4 separate regions of the Mus musculus genome follow, and regions 1, 3 and 4 are each linked to region 2. Evidence: chromatin contacts called from public Hi-C data. All regions are on one chromosome and are shown on one strand. The core of a region is the stretch at or near the end of the contact, and the rest is flanking DNA. Distances in the headings are between cores, read along the strand shown. Region 1 overlaps Tmprss13 (transmembrane protease, serine 13). Region 2 overlaps Dscaml1 (DS cell adhesion molecule like 1). Region 3 has its middle 18 kb from the start of Tmprss13. Region 4 overlaps Dscaml1 (DS cell adhesion molecule like 1).

Region 1 (3,548 bases), core at 404-2,903, 390 kb before region 2:
CCGAGAGGTTCAGGTCAACCTCATTGACTTCAAGAAGTGCAATGACTACTTGGTCTATGACAGCTACCTTACCCCAAGGATGATGTGTGCCGGGGATCTACGAGGAGGGAGGGACTCCTGCCAGGTGAGGTCCTTGTGGGTGGGGCTCAGGTCTCATGACCCTGGAGGTGGGAGAAGTTGGAGTGGTAGGATCAATATGGAGGTCAGAGAGTAGAGAGCCGCTCTTTCCTGACTTGGACCCATCCCCCTCCCTTTTGCACCAGACCGACTCACCCTCTGGCTCTTCCTTGCAGGGAGACAGTGGAGGACCTCTCGTCTGTGAGCAGAACAATCGCTGGTACCTGGCAGGTGTCACCAGCTGGGGCACAGGCTGTGGCCAGAAAAACAAGCCTGGTGTGTACACCAAAGTGACAGAAGTACTTCCCTGGATTTACAGAAAGATGGAGGTGAGCGCTCAGCTCAGGGATAGAACCTGGAGGAGGGTGGAGGGTGTTCAGACAAAGACCATCTGAGCTATGTGCATTTGAGGATGTCCAAGACAGGACTAGATGTCAGTCATGGGATCGATCAGTCCAAGGTGTCAGTTTTCCCTCCTTTTGCTCCCTTGGAAAAGAGCTGGCAGTGTTGTAGAAGGGTGAACCTTGGTATGTTGTCAACACCAATATAGTTCTCCTCTCCTAGTGATACCCAAAGGTATCCAAAATGACCACTAGAGTGTGCTAGGAGGTTGCCTTCCATGGCATGAAAGTTGCCCCTCAGGAAATGATGGATCTGCTCTGCTGGCTCAGCTCAGCTCAACCCTGCTTCCTTACTGTTCTCCAGCCTACAACTGTAAAGCCCAGTGCTGAGGCCAACCCTCCCTCTCTCTGTGGGCAAGATGATACAGGAGTCAGAGGGAAACTGCATCAGACCGCCCTGCCATAAGCCTCGGAGTGCACTCCCTCTCTCTCAGAGAAGATGCTAACTAGCATTCAGCTGGACTGTACGGGAAGCCCTGGTCTCTCTAGTCCTTGAGTTTCTGTGTTTCACGCTTACCCTGTTTTCTGGTCTCTTCCTCAGAGTGAGGTACGATTCCGGAAATCTTAACCATGTCCTCCTCACGTTGCTGACTGCTATGAAGATCCTGGGCACAGGGATGGGCCATTTGCAGCATCTGGACCAGTGACCACCAGGCACCTTTGTTTCTTCCACCTCTGCTGTCTGCTGTCTCTGGGAGAGTGTGTATGTGGTGTGTATGTGTTTGCATCGTGTGTGTGTGTGTGTGTGTGTGTGTGTGTGTGTGTGTGTGTGTGTGGTGTGGTATGTTACTATTATAAATTCTTCAGAAAACAGGAAAACTCAGCTCTTCTCAGAATCCCAGGCTGGAGATCTGGAGTTAAGAGTTTGGGCACCAGGTGTGTTCCTACGAGTCCATAAGTGTGAAGGTGGAGCCAAAAATGAGCCTGGGCAGGACTTGGAACATGACAACAGCAGTTGTCGCTCTTCTGACTCTGACTTGAAGGCCAGCCAGGATTGGTCAGACACCCAACAGCCAGTAACACCATTGCTGTGCTGGGACAGCAGCAAGTTTTGTCAGGGGCTGTCTTGTCGGTGCCCGGACCATCTGTCCTCCGTGGAAAACCTTTACCATCTGTGAGCAAGCATCCGGCCCTCTCTGTCACTTGCAGCTGCTGTGGGCTCCAGAGCTGGGCTCTGCTGTAGCTGCCCATCTCTAGGTAATGACTGTGACTCAGGCTTGCTGTGCCTTTGGTCACAAGCTGTTGGGATGAATTTTATTTTTATATTTAAAATATAGAAATAGATGTAACTTTAAGGCGTCTCCAAAAATCCTAGGGACCTTGGGAGGTTTTTTTTTTTTTTTTTTTTTTTTTTACATGAATTACTTCATGAACTCCAAGGGACCCATGGGAGTTGCAGCATCCTATAATATATTATACCACTGAAGCATCCTGTGATATATTACTGGCTTCATGAAATCAGGTGAAGTGCCTTGATGAAATCCTCAGGACAGACACCTCCAGGTCAGTGGAGAGACTAGGGACCTTTGAAATACTCAGGGAAGAAAACCCTCCTTTGGGTTGACAGAAAAATCCAGTGCATACTGGTCTAGCCTCCAAGGACTATAGCCAGCCAGAAGAAATAAAGATGTGTGTGCTGCCCTGGTTCGCCTCCTGGGACCTCTGAGGAAGTCCACACATACAGCATCGTTTACACCCAAGGGCTGACAATGAAGTCTGCTTCTGTCATCCTTCATCTTTTGACTTTGTACTGACTTAAAAGGCCATGAAGAGAATGCAAGACCTGTCCTCAGAACTTCTAAACAGCCCTTGTGAGTGGCCTCAGTTGGCCATTCTCCTGGTCTTCCCTGGGCCTTTTCTCTTGGTTACCTGTTGTTACTCAGCTCCACTCTCTTCAGCCTTCCTTGGGCCTACCAGACTTCTGTGATACTGAGTCTCGGAGGCAAGTTCAAGGAGATCAGACCAGCTCAGGACAGCTCAGGCAAGCTGGAGGTCACTGGAGTGGTTGGGCAGCATCAGACAGGGCTGAGACACAAGGGAATCTCTTCAAGGCTGGGAAGGAGGCGGGCAGCATCCATGTGTGCAGAAGATCCCAGCAATGAGCTTCCATAATAAAATCGTGTGGCACAAAGAAGTTGTTGGGTGCTTCATTGATGACGTAGGTAGAAACATCAAGATGGCCTGCACTCTGCCCCAGTGCCCAGGCATCTTGGACATGATTCTTCTTGACTTTCTCATCTTTGGCTTCTGCTCACCCATTTGCACATCTGTTCTTTGATTCCTTCCCCAATGAGAGCAGAGCTCAGTGGTGCCAGGTACTGATGCTAAGTCCAGACAATCCACAAGCAGTACAGCACTCTCTAGTCTTTGTGATGGAAGGGATGCTTAAGTGTGGGTACCACACTTGGAACATGGACATATGAGCCACCGGCCTCATCCAGAGAGGAGAAGTTTGAAGTGAGTTTTAAAGAGGAAGTGAACATTCCTAAAGTAGATGTGGCATGGGGCAGGCACTCTAGGGTCAGACGTTTCCCCTCGTCCTCTGCCTCTGCCTTTGTTATCTCAGCAAGAAGGGTGCTTATAAGCCCCAGTGATGACCTAGTTCTTTACAAGAGGGATGCGTCGGTGGCCTTTTCTACAAGATCTACTCCTCCATGCTTCTCCCTAACTTTTGCTGTTGTTTATTTTTCGAGACAGGGTTTCTCCCTGTAGCCCTGGCTGTCCTGGAACTAGCTCTGTAGACCAGGCTGGCCTTGAACTCAGTGATCGATCTGTCTCTGCTGGGATTAATGGTGTTCACCACTGCTGAACCAGCATTACTACACTAGCTGTAACAGATATGTCTCCACTAATGGCTGTCCAGCACCACTGCCACATTTGAGCATCCCTGTTGCCACAGCCAGCATTTTCCAGGTCTGCATGTGCCTGGCCGATGCTACATCTATGTCATTTGCATCTCTCATCGATGCCCAGGTGATCCTTCCTCTGACTCTTTTCTTGCTTCATCTGCTCAAGAAGGCATAAGGATGG
Region 2 (3,360 bases), core at 440-2,939:
ACTCACACACACACAGAGACACACACAGAGAGAGACACACACACACAGAGACACACTCCATCAGAGACACACACACACACAGACATACACACACACACAGAGACACACACGCAGACACACACACACACACCCAGACACACAGAGACACACACACACACTCACATACACACACACCCAGACACACAGACACACACAGACATACACAGAGACACACACACACAAACACACACCTCTACACCCACAGAAAATGAGCACAGAGAACTGCACTCTAATTTTCAAAGAATTGTGCACTCCTTGCCTCTGGGTGACTCAGCGTCACAGCCCAGAAGAGACAAGGTTGTAGATTCCTAATTTGCAAAAGAACTAAGCTCCCCAATCTGTTGGGAGGAAGAGCTCAGGCCACACGGGTTCCCTGCCTGGTAAGGACAGCAAGCACCCTGGGCATGGCACCGCCCTCCAGTCTTGCACTGTCGTGAACTCACCAGTCCCCAGATGCCCTAGCCCAAAAGGGCTCAGAGTGGCTCTGCACCTGTCCCCAACAGGAACTGTGCACAAGGTTAGTCACAGCATCACTCGCCCACCCCTCCTGGGGAAGGCAGGAAGGACGGTGATGAGATACCTGCTCACATTATAAGGATATATGTACCTTCTCCCATCATTTCCCTGCAGACAGCCTGAGGCCAAGAAAAGGACGTTCCTTTTGTCCTGTTACAAGTCCTTGGGTCCTTCAGCTCTCCCATTGGCCATGGAGAATGTCCCTCGGTGACATCTATCTCTCAGCACATGTGTGCATCCGCACAGCCATGTGCAGGAGAGCCTGTGTTGCAAGATCTCACGACTGCAGAGATAACTAATTACCAGCTCCCTCTGGCCTCAGGGCCCCCATCTGTTCCAGGAACTGTTCCCCCTCCTTGGACTTGCGCCCTGATCTCAGAGGGGCCCTAGTGCTCTCCTCTCCCCCATTCCCTGCGGCTGGCCAAAAAAATAAAATAAAATAAAATGAAAGTCAGCCCCATCCGGCCGATGCCAAGGAAGAGGCTGACAGGAGGGCTACAAACTAGCGCTTATCAAAAGCGCCTTCTCAAATTCATTTCAATATCTGAGCCTCTGGTTTCCAAGGCAACATAATCTTTTCATCAAAGCAACTGGTGAAACCACTGGGATCTGATATTGTTTTGTTGGCAACTTGTCAAAACTGTCATTTGGTTAAAAAAATGTTATAGATTTATGTAACCTACAAATATATATAGCGATCCATACTACTAATAATCACTAATAAAGTACTGCCCAGTACAACTCTCCCCACTGCCTCTCTACCCCATCCTGAGAAGGAAAGAGTGTAATTAGGTGGCAGGGCGGGGAGGTGACTAGGCAGGGGACAGGCTGGAGGGCTGGCTACAGCCCTAACAAGGCAAAGGCAGTCATTTGGCTTCTCCACAGAACCTTTCTCTTTGCATGTGGTCTTCCTGGGACCCCAAGTCCCTCATTCTCCTTTCTCTGACTGCCTCTCATCATTTACTCAAAATACCCATATGTGTTGGCCTGTAGCCACAGCTACTAAAGCCTATATAACCGAGAGGGGTACCAAGGTTGGCCTACAAATACTGCAGGACTAGCTCCATCAGCTCCCGGGGTTGAGCCCAGCACAGTACTGTCCACTGCCTTTCTCAGGCTGGGAAAGAGCGTGCTGGACAGATCCTGTCCAAGGACACCAAGGACAATGGCAGGCAAGGGGCCAAGGCACGGTTTCTGTTTCATAGTGTGACTTTGTCTCCGCCCACAGGCTCCCAGCGAGTACGAGACCAGTCCTGAACAGCTCTTCTACCGGATCGCCCACCTGAACCGGGGACAGCAGTACTTGCTATGGGTGGCTGCGGTCACCTCTGCAGGCAGGGGGAACAGCAGCGAGAAGGTCACCATTGAACCTGCTGGCAAGGGTGAGAAGCCTGTGCCTAGGGTCTGATAGAAGCTTCCAGAAGCTCATTTGCAGAATTCTGGCTCCTCCCAAATAGGTGCTGCGTCCCTTCCCCAGTACTTTGGCTGTGGGGAGATGGCCAGTAGTCTCCCTTCTGCATCCACCAAAGAATAACCCTCTGCTGCCCCCTGACTCTGGAAAAGTCACACAACAAGCTACAATCAGGCCCTTGCTTGAGGGCTATACTGTTAACTCTCCTCTGACTTGAGATTCCCCCTCCAGCCCCCATCCACAGCAGAGCCTTGGTCTTAGCACTCAGCTCCTGAATGAGGAGCATCTCAGGATATGGGATACATGGATGCTTCCATGGGGCCTTTGGGACTCCAGAGAAAGCCTCATGCTGCAACCAGAAAGTGCAGGCTCAGTGCTCCTTTACCCGCCAGCAGGCTGGGGAACAAGACCTTCTCAGGGCAGGCCTCACTGATCCCTGATCTGGGCATGAGGGACTGCCCATAGGTATTCCCAATCTTTGAAGAGAATGATAGCTCTGAGGTCCTACCCAAAACTCAGTATCACTCACACAATGGAACAATGGCCTCTTGTCTGTCTTGGCCAAGGGGCAGAAGAACTGGCAACAGTAAGCTTCAAGTCTTCCAGTATCTCCAGCCTCTAGGCACCTTCCTCTTGCCCTGCCCCTTCCCTTCCCCAATCAATCCCAAGCTCACCTGACTCTCCCAGGCCTGGCTTGCCTTGGAAGGAGAGAAGCCTCCCTGTTGTCCACAGAGACAGAGCCAGCAAGCCTCCACCTGAGGGTCCATGGTAAGCCATGGGCTCACCCTTGCAGCCTTCCATCCAGCTGCACGGCCTGGCCATCCCAGACAGCTGAGATGTGCCGTGTTGAGCCTTGCAGCTCTGAGTCAGAGCTCCTTGCATATCACTGTCTCCACATCCTCACCTCCTTACCTCCTTCTCGGGGTACCACCTATCCTTTCTCCAGATCTCACCTCCTTCAGAAGCAAAGGAGCCTAGAGTCTTCCCCCTTCCCAGGACAAGGCCCTAGGTCCTGAGCTCTTGGCAGAAGTCTGTCCCCTGCCCCTGTGAGCATCAAATACAACCCATTCCTACACAAACACAGCTATCCCGTAAGGTTGAGCACCTCTGCCATACTTACACAAACTCACACAAATTCATACTTACACACACATACACATATCCTCTCCTACCCAAAATGCCCTTCTCCTGTGCGCCTTGCCCCTGCTAGAACGCCATCACTCCCTAGATGGCCTGGAATCCTTGTCACCCACCATCTTCTTCAGAACCAGCAGACCTCGGGTCCCATCGGTCCTTGTCCCCATTCTGTCACAGGACCACCTCCACCAAAGCAGCCAGTTTATCCAAAATTCTCCCCTGACTTGGACTGTCAATTCAGGGAGCAATGTGAATGG
Region 3 (3,582 bases), core at 226-2,725, 440 kb before region 2:
GACCACAATGAGCAAATCTCCTTTCTGGTTCTCTCTATTGGTCTGGTTGGGTAGATCTATTTATCTATTGTCTTCTTGGGGTAGAGACTGTGACAGGACTGTGACCCCCCCCCATCTTTTGGTAGCAGTCCCTGCTCTTTGAGAGTCCCAGGAGATGAGCTCAGCTCGGCCCCGGAGGTGATGTCATCTGAGTCTTCTCCGGAGGGACTTCCAAGGGAGCCCTGTGTGAGTTCACTCTGCACTTCTGTTTTCAAACAGCTGCTCTCTGCTCCGGTCTCTGGGTGCCACTCTCAGTTCTCTCTTTGATTCCCACCCAAACCAACAGAGAAGCCAAGTGAAAGAGTAAAAACTCCCTTATGTATGTAATCAATCCACTGAAAACGAAGGTCCAAGGAGAAGCCAGCGTGCCTGTCTCGGGGACCTACACTCCAGCATACACAAGGACATTGCTACCTTTAAAGTCATGTTGACCACCTTGCCCCAAGGGTCTCATGGTAGCGCATCAACCCCAAAGGGACTCACTGTTCACTTCTTCCCCCTCCGTCCTCACTGTTCTCATTGGTTTGTTTTTCTAAGTGTATGAGTGCCTGGCCTGCATGTATGTCTAGTGGGCGTAATGCCCACAGAGGCCACAAGAGGGTGCCAGAGCTCCTGGAACTGGAGTTATGAACAGTTGTGGGCCACCGTATGGCTGCTGGGAATGGAACCTGGGTCTTCTGTAAGAACAAGTGCTCTTGAGCACTAAGCCATCTCTCCAGCCCCCTCTTTGTTGTCTTCCTCTGAAACCTTCTTACCATTCCCATCACCACATAGATTCTTCTACTTTCAGCTAACCACTTTGTTTCCTCTGGATCATTCATTGTTACATCCATTAGTTAATTTGTGAGTCCTCACCTGCCTCCCTCTGTCACATCTCCTGAGAGCATGGCTCTTGCCAATCTGCATACCCCAGGACACCCAAACAGATATGTGCCACCAGGACACTCTAATTTGGTCTAGTGTGGTATACCAAGTGGTACAGAAAAGGGGGACACATGAAGAGGATGCAGATCTAGAGGCAACATTGGGAAGCATTAAGTCTCAGGGACCTGAAGAGTGGCATCGGCTTCCCCAACACCTCACTGGCAAAGCACTGAATTAATTTAGAAAGGATCCCTTAGAGAACTCCGAAAAGTCCGTGAAGATGACAAGATGATGTTTCTTCAAGAGGATGCTCAGGGAAAAGGTCAAAGTGAGAAAATTATAGAGGAAGTGGACTGGGAAGAGGGGTGTCTCGTACTGGGAGCTACAGGGTATGAGGCAACTGAGGAAAACCGGTACTGGGGGTAGCCAGGAGGTGGAAGGAGCAGAGAGCTTTTCCGAATGCTGTCACTAGGTGGCGCCCGAAGACAGAAACTGGAAGGCAGGACATTCACGCGAGCGTGCAGATTCTCCAAGTCACTTCCCCGGAAATGACTCAGCAGGGATGACTTCAGCAGGTGGGGTTCTTCCGCTTGCGACCCAGGCTGCACGACGTTACATCAGGCACTGGGTGCAGAGGAAGTGGGCTTCTCATTTCATTCACGGAGTACCCACTCTTCACTCATCATCAGTCCAGTCCGGGTTCTTTTGTATCTGGGCAATGTCGTGAGAGCATCTGACTGATCCCTGCACGGAACAACGTGAAGTAAATGGATGACAGAGTGGAAAACACTCTAAGCCAGCCCAGCCCAGCCTCGCTCACAGTTCTAGCGCATGCTCTCTCTCCTCTGAAACCAGGCATCACTAGTCAACTTCACCCTGTGCCTGGCATTTATGACACACTGCCCTACAGACTGAGTCCATATCTTATCTCCCTGACTGTGGAATGTAGCATGTGCTGGTCATATCTCATTAATCACTTTTATCTCATGAACATCCCTCCCCAACACTCAGCATAATATCTGGACCACTGGCCTGTTTGGTAAAGATCTGATGATGATGGTGGTGATAATAAAGGGGGAGGAGGAAGAAGCAGAGGATGGAGGAGGAAGAGGAAGAAGAGGAGGAGGAGGTGGAGGAAGAAGAAACCATAGGCCATCGCCAATGAGGTAGTTACTTGCCTAGCAAGTCCTACACATCATAGATATTAACGATGACAAAGGTCACTGGAGCAGGGAGGGGAGGTGCCTGGGCTGGCTGTGAGGGTACTCAGCAGCTCTACTCCCAGCATCATATCTTAGGCAGGAAGTGGTACAGAGAATCCCCATAGCAAGGCCTTTACCACCCCCATTGCTAACAGAGCAGTTTGGGTCCTACTGGACTACGACTCCATCATTATATCCTACTGGGCTGCAGTCTCGTAATAGAGGAATGCAAGGCCTAAAAATCAGTATTGAGACGTCCAAGATACCTGCCATCTGTGCAACACTGAGTCTGCACCTCTGTCTACACAGTAGCTGTTGTGCTTTATAAAAGAGAGCCAGGATATGTTTGATAGAACCAAGTATGGTACAGTGGGAGGGGGCCTTGGTGGGCCTGTGCTGTGACATCCCTTCTCTCTGAGGTACCAGCCATAGGACAGGTATAGTGTGGACAGAGTTTATTTATGCGTGGGAAGGGGGGTTGGGAAGGGAGTAGAGACAGAGAAAGACAGGGGGTAGAGGGAGAAGGAGAAAGGGGTCAGCGAGAGAAGAGAGTCAGGGGTGGGGGCAGAGTGAGCAAGGAGCGACCAAACAAAGTCTTTAAGAACAAGCCAGGCCTACCTGGCTGTTGCTAGGTAACTGTTGGGCGGAGCCTAGAAGGAATGCTAACAGGGGCCATGCCACTGTACCCCATTGTGTACTTTCCAGTTCAAGGCGAGGGTAGGCGGTGTGAATGTGCATGCTGATAGCTGACCAGGGCCAGAGGGGGAAGGAGGAGGTGGTTACCAAAAATACCCGGATACAAGGCTTGCTCAAGCCCAGCCGTCTGTACAGGCAGCTTCCTAAGTTTGAGGCTGGAGATCTCATCCTTTACCAATCCGATGCCATCTTTTGGGCTTACTTTACTATTAAAACGGATAATGAGGCAGAGACAGGCGGATTTCTGAGTTCGAGGTCAGCCTGGTCTACCAAATGAATTTCAGGACAGCCAGGGCTATACAGAGAAACCCTGTCTTGAAAAAAAAAACAAAAAACAAAAAAAAAAAAACAAAACAAAAACAAAAACAAAAACAAAAACAAAAAACAAAAAAAAAACCAAAAACCTGATAATGAGATTCAATAAGGAAAGCTAAAGTGGACCTGGCCTCTGTCCTTGCTGAGGCTTTGGTCGTCCTTAGCTATGTAGTTAGAGACAGTCTGAGCTACATGACTCTGTCTCGAAATTACCACATACCGTGAAGTACATAGTTGTGGCTATGGTAAGTGCTTCACGGGAGAGGCATCTGCCACATGAAGGCGTGTTGTAGGAAGATTTAGACAGGACAGGGCCCCCTTCGACCCCACAGAACTCGGAAATTGTATAGAAACAGGTGTCTGTGCCAAGCCATATATGGCCTCAATGGAGCCCACCTGTTGCCACACTGATCTATGTCCCTGGAGGAGCAAACTGACAAACCTCCTTGTAACTGATCTTTGAAGA
Region 4 (3,636 bases), core at 1,041-3,540, 270 kb before region 2:
CATCTTGGACTGTAGCTCCCCTGGGACAGAAGATCAGAAACTCATCCTTACAAAGGTCACTGGGTTCTGGGTAAACATGGGAAAGACCTGATCAGTCATCCAGACTGTCCTGGCTTCACCATGGGGCCCTTGAGTCCTGACAATAGAACTGGACATTTTCTGGTGATGATGATGGATGTAGGCTTCTCCTCCTCCAGCATCTTCTGACCCGGAGGAGAGTTCCTAAGAGTGAGTGAAGGGTGTCGTTCATCAGAGAACACAGTCTCCCTAACAAACTACCCTATCCTGACCACCAGACCCTCTTCCAGTTTACCTGACTGAATAGGTCAGGGGCGACCCAAGTGGCTACCCACAGAGATGCTCTCCAGATGACTGATATCCCCAAACACCTCTTCTTTGTCTCAGCAACCTGCTCGTGACCCTTTCTTCTAGGTGCGCTGACCTGGACGTGTGCTGGGCTGAGCACCTGAGAGGACCACCGTGCTCCCCAGCTTCCAGAGTTCTCTTAAGTCTCATCTGGTAAAATGTGTTGAGGCAGGCTTGAATTGACACACCTCCTCCCTTCCCTTCCGTGGGACAATTAATGAGACCCTAATGTGCAAGCCACCGAAGTAAATAAATACAGATTATTGTCCCGCCCTGCAGGTTTTGGCTGACGAAGCTGTCCCTCTTGCTCAGCAATGGCTTCAATAATGAGCAGTAGCTTTTACAGACCTTGTTCTTGGTTCCCTGAGGCTCTCATCTCCCGCACCCAGGAACCAGGACTTTGGATAAAAATGGGAAGGCTTAAGCGAGGCACAGAGATCCCTTTCTTTAAAATCACACATGCAGAGTTCAGGGTGCTAACATAGCAATTAGGTCAATAAAGTCCTTTCCATAAAACCTGCTAACAAATCACATTCATCGATAATTAGCCCCTTTGAGACTCTCAGCCTGCAGAGACTCCAGTGGATAGTCAGTGGGAGACACAGACCCCGTACTGGGAGGCGAGCCTCTCACTTTCTGAGGAAAATCTCCCTGTGAGGTGACTTTCACTTGGGAAAGAGCAAAGCAGAGGGTCAAGGCCAACTTCTGCACCTCCCATTGCCTTGACCTTGCACAAGGGCACTGATGTCTCACACACTGAGCCTCTGATTTTCCTCTCAGGTGGCTTCCAGGCCTACAGAGCCAGTAGGTTTGAGGACACACAGCTGGCTCTGTGGCTTAGGGCCTGGCTGGGCACCAGAAGTGTCTCAGAAAGATGCACACTTTCTTTCACTTGACCAAAGCTTCCCCATGAATCACAGCCTTCTTCCCTTGCCTGACTCTCTGCCCAAGCCCAGAGATGGTGCCCAGGCTTGTTACAGAGAGAAGTAGCTGGAAAGGGGTGAGAAACTGTCTGAAATAATTCCATCCTTCCCTGGAGACTTGGCGTGAATTTTATCTAATCACCATGGCAACAGATAAAAAAAAAAAGAAAAAGAAAAAAGGTGTGAGCGTATTGCCTTTGCTGTGATAATTCAGATTTATATATTCAGATCAGATTGGAGTTGGAGATTTTTTTTTTTAAGGGAGCAGATGCAGCAGAAGGTGTGACTGCAAATAATGTAACACAAATGTTTGATGATCCTGCCCTTTAAGAAGTGGAACGCAGTTTCCTGCAGTTTTTCCAGAATATAATTATTCCATCAAACCCATTGCAATGAGGGCTCATTACGGGCCTAGAGAATGCAGAGTCACGTCCGTGCCAACAACACGCCTGCGCACACACAAACACACACAAACACGCATGCTTGGCAACTCCTACCCCTGCCCCTACTCTTGCCCTCTGCTGCTGGCTGCCCCCCAGATGCTCTAGAAAACCCCGAGAAGCCTGGGTCAGAAAGCCCTGACCGAAAGGCAAGGAGGAAACAGCTCAGGTGCGGAGTGACCTGAGGTTCCCTCCCTCTCTCTATGCCTAGTCTATTTCCTAGAATATAAGCTCTCAGAGGGCAAGGGCTGCCAATGGCCAGTTCTACTGCAAGTCTGACTGATCTAGGAGGCTAATCAAGGTTTCCATAAACGACAAGAAACTGTTGGTCATTCAAGGTAGCCCTTGGCTGTGTCATCTCACCAAACTAGTCTTCTCCCTCCCAGACCAAGAACTTTTCTCTTGGAAACATCATAGATGTGAGGGGTGGGGTCGTTGGGGGTGGTGAGAATGAGCACCAGGACTTCACTCAGTTTCTTTCACACGTGCCTCACCCACCCCTGGGGAAGGCTGGCGTGCACTCCGCAGCCCTTGCGTTTGGCAGAGTAGACACGCCCTATAGACGCTTCATGCATATTTATTAGCACCATCCGCCCCTCCTCTGCCTGACAGATGTGTAGCAGGTACCACCCTCGTCTCAAGCTATGACAAGTCTTTCCAGTGTTGTCACCTTCCTAAGTCACTGTTCTGGTGGGGACTAAGCCTTCTTCCCACATAGCCAAAGGACAACAATCTCCTAACCTGTCCTTCCCTGGGCCCAGAAAAAAGACACCAGTTTTCTACCTGACTTGCTCACCTGCTGATCCTAGGAAGTGTGATGTATGTAGCCAGAGAGGGAGGGATAGCAAAGTGCCTGAGCATAGGGACCTCTGAGTACTCCTCCTCCTCTCAGCCGGAGAATTATTCTGTCTCAAATATAAATAACTGTTTATCAACATTTTGACCCCCTCCCCCAGCTCAGAGTGGTCATGGGGCCTATGGGGGTGGTGGATGCCTCTGATCAACCCTATCAAATCCAGGCATTCCTAGTGCTGATGATAGAGTCTTTCTATTCTCCCACGTCCATGTTTCCTCCCTAATCAGGACCCCGCTAGGTGAGGGTACTAACTGTAATCATGACTACCACGCTTACATTTATAGGACCCCCCAAGGCATTTTGATGCCTCCTGTTTCTTGGTATTTGGGATTTAGCTGTGGCTCTGCTTGTTGTCCAGGGGCCCCCTCCACCCAGAGCTTTAAGGCTGTGTACACTGTAGACCTGCAGGAGATCCAGCTTAGCCCCACTGTGCTGGGTTCTAGCCCATTAGGAATCCCAGCTAACTGCATGCTGGGCTCATTGCTGCTTTGGGCCTCAGCATCTTGCCAGGGATCCAGACCTCACACCATTTTATCCTAAGCAGATGGTCTTGGTCCAAAGGGAGGTCAGCAGACCTCCCATTCTGCCCTTCCCAAAGACTACTGGGAAAATTCTTATTTAGTCATAGTAAATAGTCATAGCTCTCCAGGGGCGTGGCAGAGCCACGTCCTGTACCCTTACCTGACCCTGGCCCAGACTTAGGTACTCATACAAGGCCTGCCTCCCTCAGTGAAACATAGCTGCTTCTGGCAGAAAACACACACACTCTCTCTCTCTCTCTCTCTCTCTCTCTCTCTCTCTCTCTCTCTCTCTCTCTCTCTCATACACACACACACTGAATGGGAGAGGCAGGCTGCAGATTGTTTGTTTGGGTGTAATTGTTTTACCTGGGAAGGCACAGTTCCTCTTCAGCCGCTGCCTTCCGCATGTCTCCAAACACTCATCCCTGTTCACACTGGATCTGTCCCAGACAAGACCAGCCTCCAGGGGACAGGACAGAGGAGTTTAGTTCTGAGTCTCCACCTTCCCCATCTAGCCACAGTGGGCCTCT

The links. Hi-C and Micro-C count contacts between places; a contact is called where the count stands out from the background.
Region 1: a contact with region 2 is called in a Hi-C map of cerebellum, with 2.2 times the contacts expected there. The contact joins two enhancer-like sites. A contact is called at or near these places in 4 of 484 Hi-C or Micro-C datasets (the N1E-115 cell line, cerebellum, muscle stem cells and 1 more).
Region 3: a contact with region 2 is called in a Hi-C map of cerebellum, with 3 times the contacts expected there. The contact joins two enhancer-like sites. A contact is called at or near these places in 3 of 39 promoter capture datasets (cranial neural crest, embryonic stem cells and second pharyngeal arch cranial neural crest), 1 of 15 datasets of contacts at CTCF or cohesin (embryonic stem cells), 40 of 484 Hi-C or Micro-C datasets (the AtT-20 cell line, the HL-1 cell line, the N1E-115 cell line and 20 more), 5 of 115 datasets of contacts at active chromatin or transcription factors (astrocytes, embryonic basal ganglia, embryonic stem cells and 2 more) and 2 of 9 other capture datasets (adipose tissue and pancreatic islet).
Region 4: a contact with region 2 is called in a Hi-C map of forebrain, with 4 times the contacts expected there. The contact joins two enhancer-like sites. A contact is called at or near these places in 1 of 484 Hi-C or Micro-C datasets (forebrain) and 3 of 115 datasets of contacts at active chromatin or transcription factors (embryonic basal ganglia, oligodendrocyte precursor cells and stem cell-derived neural progenitor cells).

Annotation. Positions count from the first base shown.
Region 1 is chr9:45,344,933-45,348,480 of GRCm38.p6, forward strand. Tmprss13 (transmembrane protease, serine 13) reads left to right here. Exons shown (of 13, transcript NM_001013373.2): 11 at 1-124; 12 at 294-446; 13 at 1,060-2,649. The coding sequence ends at 1,086. Among named protein-coding and RNA genes, the nearest start is that of Fxyd6, 23 kb to the right of the region's middle. Within about 2 kb of position 1,654, at least 6 of the 459 cell types and tissues checked have an H3K27ac peak or open chromatin away from gene starts, as enhancers often do. A contact at or near this core is called in cerebellum and muscle stem cells, where this site is marked.
Region 2 is chr9:45,738,697-45,742,056 of GRCm38.p6, forward strand. Dscaml1 (DS cell adhesion molecule like 1) reads left to right here. Exons shown (of 33, transcript NM_001081270.2): 21 at 1,784-1,937. Among named protein-coding and RNA genes, the nearest start is that of Cep164, 88 kb to the right of the region's middle. Within about 2 kb of position 1,690, at least 49 of the 459 cell types and tissues checked have an H3K27ac peak or open chromatin away from gene starts, as enhancers often do. A contact at or near this core is called in the AtT-20 cell line, the N1E-115 cell line, cerebellum and 3 more, where this site is marked.
Region 3 is chr9:45,299,181-45,302,762 of GRCm38.p6, forward strand. No RefSeq gene overlaps it. Among named protein-coding and RNA genes, the nearest start is that of Tmprss13, 18 kb to the right of the region's middle. Within about 2 kb of position 1,476, at least 318 of the 459 cell types and tissues checked have an H3K27ac peak or open chromatin away from gene starts, as enhancers often do. A contact at or near this core is called in the AtT-20 cell line, the N1E-115 cell line, cerebellum and 2 more, where this site is marked.
Region 4 is chr9:45,469,626-45,473,261 of GRCm38.p6, forward strand. All of the region lies in intron 3 of Dscaml1 (DS cell adhesion molecule like 1), which reads left to right. Among named protein-coding and RNA genes, the nearest start is that of 4833428L15Rik, 40 kb to the left of the region's middle. Within about 2 kb of position 2,291, at least 33 of the 459 cell types and tissues checked have an H3K27ac peak or open chromatin away from gene starts, as enhancers often do. A contact at or near this core is called in forebrain, where this site is marked.